Linked DNA regions of Sus scrofa: all the other regions are linked to region 3. A link is a contact called in public Hi-C and HiChIP or PLAC-seq data. All regions are on one chromosome and are shown on one strand. The core of a region is the stretch at or near the end of the contact, and the rest is flanking DNA. Distances in the headings are between cores, read along the strand shown. Region 1 has its middle 300 kb from the start of KLF6. Region 2 has its middle 350 kb from the start of KLF6. Region 3 has its middle 220 kb from the start of PITRM1. Region 4 has its middle 220 kb from the start of KLF6.

Evidence for each region. Hi-C and Micro-C count contacts between places; a contact is called where the count stands out from the background. HiChIP or PLAC-seq counts read pairs in DNA pulled down with a chosen protein or histone mark.
Region 1: an H3K27ac HiChIP or PLAC-seq map of alveolar macrophages shows a contact between it and region 3. The contact joins two enhancer-like sites. A contact is called at or near these places in 1 of 47 Hi-C or Micro-C datasets (embryonic fibroblasts) and 1 of 2 datasets of contacts at active chromatin or transcription factors (alveolar macrophages).
Region 2: a Hi-C map of embryonic fibroblasts shows a contact between it and region 3, with 3 times the contacts expected there. The contact joins two enhancer-like sites. A contact is called at or near these places in 1 of 47 Hi-C or Micro-C datasets (embryonic fibroblasts) and 1 of 2 datasets of contacts at active chromatin or transcription factors (alveolar macrophages).
Region 4: an H3K27ac HiChIP or PLAC-seq map of alveolar macrophages shows a contact between it and region 3. The contact joins two enhancer-like sites. A contact is called at or near these places in 1 of 47 Hi-C or Micro-C datasets (embryonic fibroblasts) and 1 of 2 datasets of contacts at active chromatin or transcription factors (alveolar macrophages).

Annotation. Positions count from the first base shown.
Region 1 is chr10:66,188,440-66,191,139 of Sscrofa11.1, forward strand. No RefSeq gene overlaps it. Among named protein-coding and RNA genes, the nearest start is that of KLF6, 300 kb to the right of the region's middle. Within about 2 kb of position 1,397, at least 4 of the 83 cell types and tissues checked have an H3K27ac peak or open chromatin away from gene starts, as enhancers often do. A contact at or near this core is called in alveolar macrophages, where this site is marked.
Region 2 is chr10:66,133,334-66,136,033 of Sscrofa11.1, forward strand. No RefSeq gene overlaps it. Among named protein-coding and RNA genes, the nearest start is that of KLF6, 350 kb to the right of the region's middle. Within about 2 kb of position 1,423, at least 27 of the 83 cell types and tissues checked have an H3K27ac peak or open chromatin away from gene starts, as enhancers often do. A contact at or near this core is called in alveolar macrophages and embryonic fibroblasts, where this site is marked.
Region 3 is chr10:66,775,823-66,778,522 of Sscrofa11.1, forward strand. No RefSeq gene overlaps it. Among named protein-coding and RNA genes, the nearest start is that of PITRM1, 220 kb to the right of the region's middle. Within about 2 kb of position 1,324, at least 19 of the 83 cell types and tissues checked have an H3K27ac peak or open chromatin away from gene starts, as enhancers often do. A contact at or near this core is called in alveolar macrophages and embryonic fibroblasts, where this site is marked.
Region 4 is chr10:66,263,430-66,266,129 of Sscrofa11.1, forward strand. No RefSeq gene overlaps it. Among named protein-coding and RNA genes, the nearest start is that of KLF6, 220 kb to the right of the region's middle. Within about 2 kb of position 1,267, at least 18 of the 83 cell types and tissues checked have an H3K27ac peak or open chromatin away from gene starts, as enhancers often do. A contact at or near this core is called in alveolar macrophages, where this site is marked.

The sequences.
Region 1 (2,700 bases), core at 147-2,646, 590 kb before region 3:
GGGGCAGCTGGAGGGCCCGGATGCTCTGCCCCAGCCTGCACACCTGGCGGTGCCCCTCTGCCATCTGGATGAGCACCTGTTCCCTTCACCATGGTCTTTAATAAGCTGGAGAACACCGGCGCTTCCCCGGTGCCATGAGCCGCGCTAGCGGGAGAATGTCACTGGAACCTCTGACCTTAGCCAGGAGATCAGAAAGAGAGGTGACAAGCTGGACTTGGGACTGGCATCCACAGTGTGTGTGTGTGTGTGGCGGGGAGACTCCTGTGGGACTGAGCCCTTCCCCTGTGGGGTGTGACACGTCATCTCCAGATAAACGGGGTCAGGATTGAGGAGCCTGTCCGACCGCCAGCCAGGGTGGCGTCCTCCCCACACACGTCCGGCGACCAGGAAGGTGAGAGGTGCAGGGTGCAGGTGAGAGTGTTGTGGGTGAAGAGCGAGGGGACTCACCGGAGAGAAAGACCCGGCGAGAGGAGCTGGGCGTTCCCTGCACAGAAGGAAAAGCTGTAGGTTTTTGCGATGACAAAACCCCCGCAGAAACGGGCAACCTGGGCTCGAGCTCCCAGTGCTGATGCCCTGAACCTCCTTTCTTGAAGCTCAGGGGAAAGAAAAGAAGAGAATCCACGGTGAGGAAGAAACTCAGGTCGAATTGCAGAGAACCGGGAGCATGCTCCTGTGGGGGTTCGCAGACGGCTTGGGGTGTGGGAGGGTTCACCCCCAACCCAGGAAGCTTACTCGGGCCCCTCGTGTGACTCTTTGCTCCCCTTTCCTGCGGGAACCTGCTCCTTCCGTGGCTACCAGGGCCTTTTCTCTGCCCCAAGAGCTCGGCCTCCACCGCCTGCACGTTGGCGTCTCCCCACGGCAACACCAGCCCAAACCTCACACGCACAGACTGTTTCTGAGCACGTTAGCCCCCGCCAGGCCTCGGGTCACACCTGTTCCTCAAACTGTGTTCAGGCAACACCTGGGTCCCCGGGAGCAGGTTAGAGATGCAGGCTCTCCAGCCCATCGCAGGCTGAGCGGTCAGAATCTGCGTTCTAACAGGAAGCCCCAGGTAACCGTGCACAGTGAGGTTTGGGAGGCACCTGTTAAAGTGCCTGGACCCCTTCCTCGCAGCATCCGTCCTTGTTAAGGGCAGAAAGGCAGCGTGGGCGAGGCCTGCCCCCTTCTCCCCGGCTCACTCAAAGCTGCTGCTGCGTCCCTGGCGGGGTCCCACCTCCCCGTGGACAGCCCTGTGCTCCCCTCTTCACTGCCCCCGGCCGCCTGGTCCTGCTCTTCCTTCTGGACAGTTCTCCTCTCCTTCGACCCCAAGGCTCCTCTCCGAAGCAGCTGGACAGAGTGGGTGCTGCCTGCCCACGTTTTCACCAGATCCACTGCTGTCACGAGGCTCACACTCACCAGAGCGACCTTGTTGTGTAATGATTTAAATTATGTGACTCAGGAGTTCCCGTCGTGGCTCAGTGGTGACAAACGGGACTGGTATCCATGAGGACACGGGTACAATCCCTGGCCGCACTCAGTGGGTTAAGGATACGGCACTGCCGTGAGCTGTGGTGTAGGTCGCTGATGTGGCTCGGATCTTCAGTTGCTGTGGCTGTGGTGTAGGCCAGCGAATACAGCTCCGATTAGACCCCTAGCCTGGGAACTAATGTGCCACAGGAGAGGCCCTAAAAAAGCAAAAGCAAAAAAATAAAAAAAATAAAATAAAAATAAAAATTTAAAAATTTCCAATACAAATAGACCCTATACTGTCTTCACATCTCTCGGTTTCTCCTTGGAGCCCACCTCCAGGCTGCTTTTTTTTTTTTTTTTTTTTAATTTAGCAAAATATTTTTTAAATTTTAAAATTTATTTCAATGATTTTTTCCCATTATAGCTGGTGTACAGTGTTCAGTCAATTTTCTACTGTACAGCAAAGGTGACCCAGTCACACTTACACATATACACTGTTTTTCTTAAATTATCCTCCATCATAAGTGACTAGATACAGTTCCCGGTGCTATACAGCAGGATCTCATTGCTCATCCATTCCAAAGGCAATAGTTTGCATCTGCGAACCCCAAATTCCCAGTCTATCCCAATACCCCCGCCCCCCGCCCTGGCTTAATGGGGGGGGTGCCCTTTCAGTAAAACACAACTATTTCCTCCCTGCTTGAGGAATTCACAGGCCATTTATACTCAGTGTTGTGGACCATCGAAAGAGCTGGAAGCAAGCGTTATTTGACCAAGTGATTTACAGTGATGTTGCAAAGATACAATATAAATAGAAAAAACAGGATAATCAATAAGGATGCAATCCCTTAGCATAAATCAGCTTTGCGCACTTAGCTTATCAATGGATGCCTAACTTCAGAGGCAAAGTAAGAAAAAGAAAAGCAAAAATCCCAGTTGAAAAACAACCAAACACCCCTTTCTAGAGCTCTAGGATGAATGAATTAAGGAAATAAACATACCTTCTTGGGCTTTAGCTAAACCAAAGCACTGTTTTCAAAAAGACTAATTCTGGTGTGGTTGACATAACATAGGAGATGTGACCTGGAATTGAAAAATACTGCTGCTTAAGCAAGATCCGTCTTCTACATGTAGCGCTGTTTATAGGCAAAAAATCCATCCTACTCTAGTTTTAAACTGGAAATCGAACCCATGATTTGCCAAACAAATTCTCAACCGCGCGGGGCTAGGTCACTGTCTAAATTGCTCACG
Region 2 (2,700 bases), core at 173-2,672, 640 kb before region 3:
GTCACAACCTAGGCAGTTGGTCCCCGACTCTTCCCAGGCCATTGGCTTTCTGTGTTCAGCCTCAAAGCAAGAACAGCACTGGGAACGCGCCAGGCACCCCGGCCATCCTGGTTGGGCTTCCCTCTCCTCTCGGGGCTCTTCCCCCCCAGGCCCTCGGGCAGTGACCTGGGAAGGCCAGGGAGATCACGGTGCCAGAGGGGAGTCACCGAGTGAGACCTGCTCACCTGCAGGGCAGGCCTGCCCCTCCGCAGGCCGCAGCGAGATCTGCGAAGCTGGTCCTAACCAGCCCAATAGCCCATTGTGACCTGTGCTGACTGACCCCCAAGACATGCCACTTTCCCAGGGACTTTCAAGTACATTGTCACAACTCCGAAATAGCCACAGGATCGGTTCTATTCCTATATTTGAGTTGAGAACACCAAAGTTTCTTAAAATTATGCATATTTTATATTGATAAAAATAGTGCATGTAGCTGTAGAACCATCACACCGGGTAGCTAATCAATCAAGATAATAATAGAGCGATAGTACATGTTATTCAGTCTTAAGCGGTGCCTGTAACCACATCGAACAATAAATATGAAGTCAGAACAGCTCAAGTTGCAAACTTGAAACGCTCCAAGAAAGTATGGTAATAGCAAAGCCCATGAAGAATATACGTGTGGGGTCAAAGCAGAGCCTGCGGGACCGAGGGAGATGTGTGGGAAACTGACTTGCCCTTTTCTTCCATTAAAGGGCAGGTTTTCTGAAAAAAAGATGGTTCAATTTCCTCCCTCCAAGCTGCCTTTTTAAAATAACATAACATAACACATGTTTTGACACAACTCCACATGACTCAGAGGCCTTCTTAAAATAAGACCAGACTGCATTCGTGGAGACTGAGTCACCTCTAACCTCCTGAACTTGCCGAGGATTCGGATCCAGGATGTATGTTCGTCCCTCAGAGGCGATGGGAAGGTTCTGGGGGCAGCGCACCTGGCCTTCAGTCAAGTGTTTTATCCCTGGCACTGCAAACAAGCGGGGTTTTTCTGCCTTTCGCATCGCCTCGCCAGGAACGAAAGACAGCATGTCAAACTGTGGTTTCCAGGGTAAACAAATAAAGACGACCCACTCCAGAAAATAAACGATTCCCGGAATGATTTTTAAAAGGAAGGACAACGTCGCGTGGGGACGTATGTGGCGCTCATCCAGTCCGGGCCTTCTGCAAGCGCCGCAGCCCCGAGAGGCAGGGGCGTCTTCTGAGTTAATTGCAGCGGGAGACACGTCCTTCTCCGGGACCCAGAAAACTTCCCGGTAGAAGTCCAGCGCCGTTGGGCGTTTTTCTTCTGAGTAAAGGTTGGGAACTCAAGGCGCCTCGGGCCCACGCCCACTGGTCTACGCTGCCTTCACCCAGCGCAAGCGCGCGGGTTCCCCTGGCAGGATTCCGCACAAAAAGCTGACAGGCCTGTGCGTTCGGCGGCACAGCCCTCGTGCAGCGGGACCGGGACGCTCACCCTTGAACGTGGGCGATCTGGCGTTGAGTCCTTTCTCCCCCAAGCTGCCGCCCCCGCGTTCTTTATGTGAAGAAGTGACCCTGAGTCACGTAGAGTTCGGATGCGCAGAAGGCGGGCTCATGCCTGTGGACATTTTCCCAGGCCTTGAGGACGGTCGCCGGGACTGCTGTTAACAACAGCGGGACCGCAGCGCTCATGACCGAGCCGCCTGGACTCCACCGGCACGGCTGTCCCCGCGGGCTGAGCCAGTGTCCTTAGCGACCGGGGCGGCGGCTGGACAACTGCGATCACGCCCGGTGAGGGATGGCTCTCGCCCAGTCGCCCTTGCGTGGCATCTCTATCCCCCGTTTTTAAGCCCCGGCCGGCCTGAGACCCGGCCCCCACCCCCACCAGGCCCTGGTTCAGAACAGCGGCCTTGGAGGCTCCGCGCCTGCCCTTCAAGGCGCCCCAGCGCCCTGGCCGCACCCCCGACCGATGGCACTGACGCACAGTCGGGCTGTGAAGGCAGCGCTTCTCGCTCACCCGCTCCCGGACGTGGAACGGAGAGAAAACGCCCCCCTGAAAGAGCCACCTTCCAGATGTGCCCGGCTCAGGGCCGGCCCCGAGTGTCACGTCCTGGTGGGAAGTGACTGCGTGTGTTTTGTTCAGATCCAAGGCCCTGTTGACAAAGCCGTGCTGCAGGTGTCCCCCTGAAATGGTCACACGGTGACCTTCCCTGGTCAAAGAGGCCTCTAAATGGTATCCCGGGTCTCGTCTCCCGTGCACATCTGAAGGTCTGCTGTTTCGGAGAGGGCAGTGCCCTGGTCACGGAGATTTAAAGCACCCTGTGGGGTCAGATTTTAACAGGAACCCAAATAATAGCAACCCCTTTCTTTGTTGGCCACCCCCAGGGCTCACTCTGGATGTTTTTAATAGCAAGGGACCTCATCTAGCCGTCCATGAGGCTAACTGATTTCTATACCTTTTTCTCTTCTATCCCCCCCACCTCCCGCTCCCCATTCCCCGCCCCCCCCCTTATTCAATTAAAAGAATCAGCGAGCCCTTTGGCTCCCTTTTCCTGGAGCAAACTTTTTCACAAACTTTTTTTAATTTACTCAAAGGAAGAGTTTAAAAAATGCTGAAGCATAGCATGCACACACCACATGCATAAGAAGACGCAGCAAGACCGCTGCGGTTGTCCAAGAGGATCCTGCGGCCAGGGCTGCCTG
Region 3 (2,700 bases), core at 74-2,573:
GAACGGAAGCAGGACCCTCTCGGGCCTCTGGCCCCGTGGGAAAAGCTGGCTCAGCGACATCTGAAACCCTGGCGGCTGCGGTTGTCCTGCCCCAGACTCCCAGGCACTGTGCTGACTGCTCGCAAGAGCGCAGTGAGTCAGGCATTTCGGGAGCATTTTTCAAAAGGGGAAACCCCTCCCTCCCCGAAATGTGACTCTCTAATGAAAAGAGACAGTGTCAAAACACCAACCGACTCCTCCACTCTCGGGTTCCTTTCATTCTTCCTGACTGAGACTCTTTTGAAGACTGGTTTGAACTCTCGGAGGCCTGAAACCCAGTCCTGTTGCAAAGCAAGAAGCCGCGTTCTCTTTGGGCTGGAATGTGAGCAGACAGGCCCCACCTACCACCTCCTCTAATCAGAGGGCCAGGCCCCAGGCCAAGAGGAGCACAACCTGCTCTGCAGACTTAGGTAGAAATGCGCTGAACCTGAGTTTAAAAAAGAAAAGGGGAGTTTCCATTGTGGCGCAGTGGAGACGAATCCACCTAGCATCCATGAGGTTGCGGGTTTGATCCCTGGCCTCCCTCAGTGGGTGAAGGATCCGGCCTTGCGGTGAGCTGTGGTGGAGGTCACAGATGCAGCTTGGATCCCACGTTGCTGTGCTGGCATAGGCTGGCAGCTGTAGCTCGGATTGAACCCCTAGCCTGGGAACCTCCATATGCTGTGGGTGCAGCCCTAGAATAGACAAGAGACAGAAAAAAAAAAAAAAAAAAAAAGCCAGGGGGAGAAGGGAAGAAGGGAGGGAGAGAGGTTCCCGTAGGAGGCCTCTGCTTGGGTTGCAGTCTTCCCAGAACCAGCCCGGGCTCCTGAAGCCTGGGGAGGTTGTGTCACACGTGCCCTCCCCCATCGAGGAAAAGTCCTCGGGTCTTCAGGGCTGGTGTTCTGCTCGGGCTGGCCTGGCCGACCCTGAGTCCGTCTCCACGTCCTTGCTCACATCTGACCGAGGCTGGGCACTTTCTCTCAGGAGAAAGAAGAGGAGGAGCCGGTCCCATGTGCTGCTGGCTGCTTTGGGTTAGATGATTCAGCTCGTTTTTGTGGATTTCCCAAGACACTTTCTGAAACTCTGTTGAAAAAATCTGTGTGATCTTGTAACAAATTAAACAAAAGACAAACCACAAGGGCCTGCCTGTTTGAATAGCACACCCACAAAAACTCTGCTTCTCCCGGCCTGTTGTGGAGGAGAAGCTGGGCAGGAGCATCAGCTAAATTCTAACTTCCTCGCCCCCCAGCTCTGCACAGCCTTCCTGGCGGCTTCCTGGGAGCTGGGGAGGGGCGGGTACCTTGTCGTCAGCCCAGGAGCACGCCAGCACACGGCCTGCCCGTGGACCACCTCGCCGACTGTGCCGGGTGCCTCGATGGCCAGCTCCCGTTTTAAATGAATCGGGGCTGGAGGGAAATGTGTGTGCTTTGTATTCCGTTTCAGCTTTAGGCGCTCAGTAGCATTTTCTATATATTCCCCTTAACAATGAGAAGCATGACTCCTCCGTTTCGTTGCCGTCTGTTTTCTTCCCCACGCACACACATTTCTTCAGCAGCTGAGTCACAGCAACACCGTAAGCGCCCGCGTGCTCTCACCAGCCAGGCTTTCCCAGCACACTTCATGCAGATGGAATTTCTCGCATCCCCACCCCCGATGCCCTCCTTCCGTGTGGATGTTGGAGTTGTGGTTGGGTGTTCGCCTCTGGGCCGCTGCTGTTATCTCCAGGGAGCCATCGCAACAAAGAAACATGTATTTCCAAGATGCGCAGCCCTGCCCAGCCCAGGAGCGTGGCTTATCCAGCCATCACGCCCAAGACAGAGGCGCCCATTCACAAGCACAGCCACCCTCCTCTCCCTGGAGAGGAGCTTCCCCGGCGTCGGGGAGATGCCCTGTCTTGCAGGGTGGGTTTTGAAATGTGCGATTCTGCGAAGCAGCGGCAAGGACAGTATCCTTTGCTCTTTCTTGGGTAGGCTGTTTTGTTGCCACTGTTACTCCTAGGCCGCCTCGAGAACAGCAGGCTCAGCCCTTAGAGAATTCTCAGATTGGAAGGAATGCACAGACTCAGAAATCTAACACACACACACACACACACACAGAAGGCGGGGCCTCGTGTGTTTTGCCAAAAACCATCTAGAATTTCCTGTTTTCCAAGTCTAGGATGTTACTTTACCTTTTGGGATCAGGTTTTCCATGTTCCTGGGATCTGGAACTTTCTATTTCTGACTTCTCTGAGGATGTATGAAAGACATTCAGTGGGCGTCTTGTAAAAACTGTACTGTTTCTCCCCCTTTTTGAAAAAATTTGAGATATAGTTGATTTATAACATGTTTCAGTTGTACAGCATAGAGATTCATAATTTTTAAAGGTTATACGTCACTTATAGTTATTACCAGTGTTACCTAATTCCCTGTGCTGTACAAGATAACATTGTAGCTTATTTATTTTATATACAGTAGTTTGTACCTCTTAATCCCTTCCTCCTGTCTTGCTCCTTCCCCCACTGGTAACCACTAGTGTCTTCTCTGTATCCATGGGTCTTTTTCTTTTTTGTCATGTTCACTGGTTTGTTTTAGATTCCACATACAGGTGATGGCATACAATATTTGTCTTTGTCTTAGTGAAAGTGACTTCTGTCAGTAAGCATGATGCCTCCAAGTCCATCCATGTTGCTGCACATGGCAT
Region 4 (2,700 bases), core at 17-2,516, 510 kb before region 3:
ATCCCGCGTTGCCGTGAGCTGTGGTGTAGGTCACAGACGTGGCTTGGATCTGGCGTTGCTGTGACTGTGGTGTAGGCTCACGGCTACAGCTCCACTTGGACTGCTAGCCTGCGAACCTCCATATGCCTAAATAGCAAAACTAAATAAACAAATAAAATAAAATGAACCAAATACTACTCTTAAAATATCATATTTCTAGTCTTGGGTTTTTGTCTGCTTTATTTTTGAAGCAAGATTTCCGGCAGGGTTTTTTTTTCTCCTATTTACTACTTAAGCGGGAAAAAAATGTTATCACTCATGACAAAAATGCAGACACATTAGGTCTGAAAGATAGAGGGTGTTTCCTACGACTTCCTTAATGTAAAGATGAGGATGCAGGTGGGTGCTTGACAAGCCTGGGACCGCAGTTCGCTCCAGAAAGTCAGGCCACCTTCTGGCGCCGCATCCCGAGACTCATTTCTGAGCAGCAGTTACTGCTGAAGATCCTAAAGCTTGGAGATGAAACAGGAGCAGGCCTGGCCATGAAATGCCATCCCCAGGTCCACTCCTGGGAGGTACGCTGAGCCCCTTCTTTGTCCCGTTGGATGTTAGGTTCACATCCATCCGCTGGGGACGTGGGAGAGACTGGACAAAGGTGTGTTCGAGCCTGGCTCCATCCAGAGTCGTGCGCTCTGGAACATGGCACCCCACCCCCCCAAGCCTAAATTTCTGAAAAGGGCAGCATGATATTCTGTTTTGTTGTAAAAATGATACCTGGGAGATACATGCAGCCTGAAAGGTGTCCCCCGAAATTCACATGTTGACACTCGACCCTCCTGGTGCTGCCGAATGTGACATGTGTGGAGACAAGTTCTTTTAAAAGGTAATTAATTAGAACGAGGTCATTGGGGTGACCCTAACCCACAGGGCTGGTGTCCTTGTAAGAAGAGGCCAGGACACAGGCTCACAGAGGGGTGACCATGTGAGCACGTGGCAGGGGTTGGGGAGTGGGGGAGATGGGGTCCACCCGCCCAGGAGAGAGGCCTCAGGGGACCCAGCCCGGCCCCCACCGTGATCTAAGACCCCTGGCCTCTAGAACTGGGGGAGAATCCGCGGGTAGGCCCCCCGTCTGTGGTCTTTCGCTGTGGCAGCCCTGGCAGACTGACGTGACCTCTCAACAGAGTAAGTGCACCAAAGGCAGAGACAATCTCCCTAACACCAGGGCCGCCTCCACCCAGGGCAGAGGCCCTGGCCCCGAATACGTGCTTAGCGAGCGGAGGCGGGAGACCAGGCCACTCGCCTCACGACTTACTCTATTCACTTCCTGTTTGTCCCATCACTGCAAAGGGCGTCGCGTTGACAAGTTTCCTGTTTTTGCAGAAATTTTATTATTATTCTCTATAGAGGTGTTTTTCTCCAACTCTATGTTTCTCTTTCAGCAAGGAAGGAAGGACATTGAACGAGGAAGACAGATATCAATCACCAATTATATAAGAATCTGAGCCAACAGATAAACAAATCCACCATATCATAAAAACGTAAACTCAGGACGTGAGCCACTGAGAATGAACTCAGAGCCATCCCGCTGTTCCAAGACCTCAGGCAATCATTTCCCTGTGATAAGCCTCTGCTTCCTCATCTCCGAGTACGGCGTCGGGGTCAGTCTCTAAAGTCCCTTCAACCTTTGATTCCTGACTCAGTGTTTAAGGCCTCATTGAAACCAGCAGAATTAAAATAGCGACCGATACGCCTGACACTGATGTGGTGACCACATCAGGTGACCACAACGGCCTCGGTCTGGAGAGGAAGGTCAGTGACCCATGGAAAGGTAGCTGCGGAAGCTTGGCTGTCAGCAAATGAGGCACGTCTTCCAGGTTCCCTCGCGGTGCTCAGGTGCTGCGGGAAAAAGGTGTTAATCAGGGCCCAGCTTCCAAAATGAAAAGAATACGTATCATATCAAGCCGTGTAAAGCCATTCTGAGACCTTTATCGCGGCCTTCACCGACTCCCAGTGTCTCATGCGGGAAGGTGGCTCCTCATTTAGAAAACATTCTTCCTGACCGGTGAACTTTCCCAGTTGCATACATATAGTATGCATGGGAATGTACATATTTCTACAAATGTGCATGTATAAATACATTATAATATTAATGTATAAATTTATTGTTATTATTATATATATATTGGTATGTCTCTGCACAGAGCTGATAGTCAATATAAGATCAGCATATCCTAGACAAGCAGATAGCATTGGCAGTTAAGTTATACACAAATAAATATGTATTCAAATACTGTAATATACATAGTAAATATTATATGAATTCATCCGGGTTAAAATCCAGACTCCTCCACTTAACTGTACGTGAAATTACATAATTTTCCTACACTTGTACTTCAATACCACTCGACTCAAAAAATTTTGTAAAAGATAATTCTCTTTGTGTAGCTGTTGTGTTTTTCTTAATTAGCCTTTCAAATGTATTGATATTTGAAAGTAAGGAATCTGTTCTCTCCCGAGTCTTGTTCTACAAAATTCACTCGCAGTCGCTTCTCTCAGAAACATCCTTTTTCTCTCTCTTTTCCTCTCTCCCTCTCTCTCTCCGCCAGGGTCATCACCCAAGCTCTGCCTCCCACAGGGCACGTGAGGCCATTTAAATTTAAACTTATTAAAATTTAAATGAAAGGGTAAAATTCCCTTTCTCTTCCCAGTGTATCAGAGACA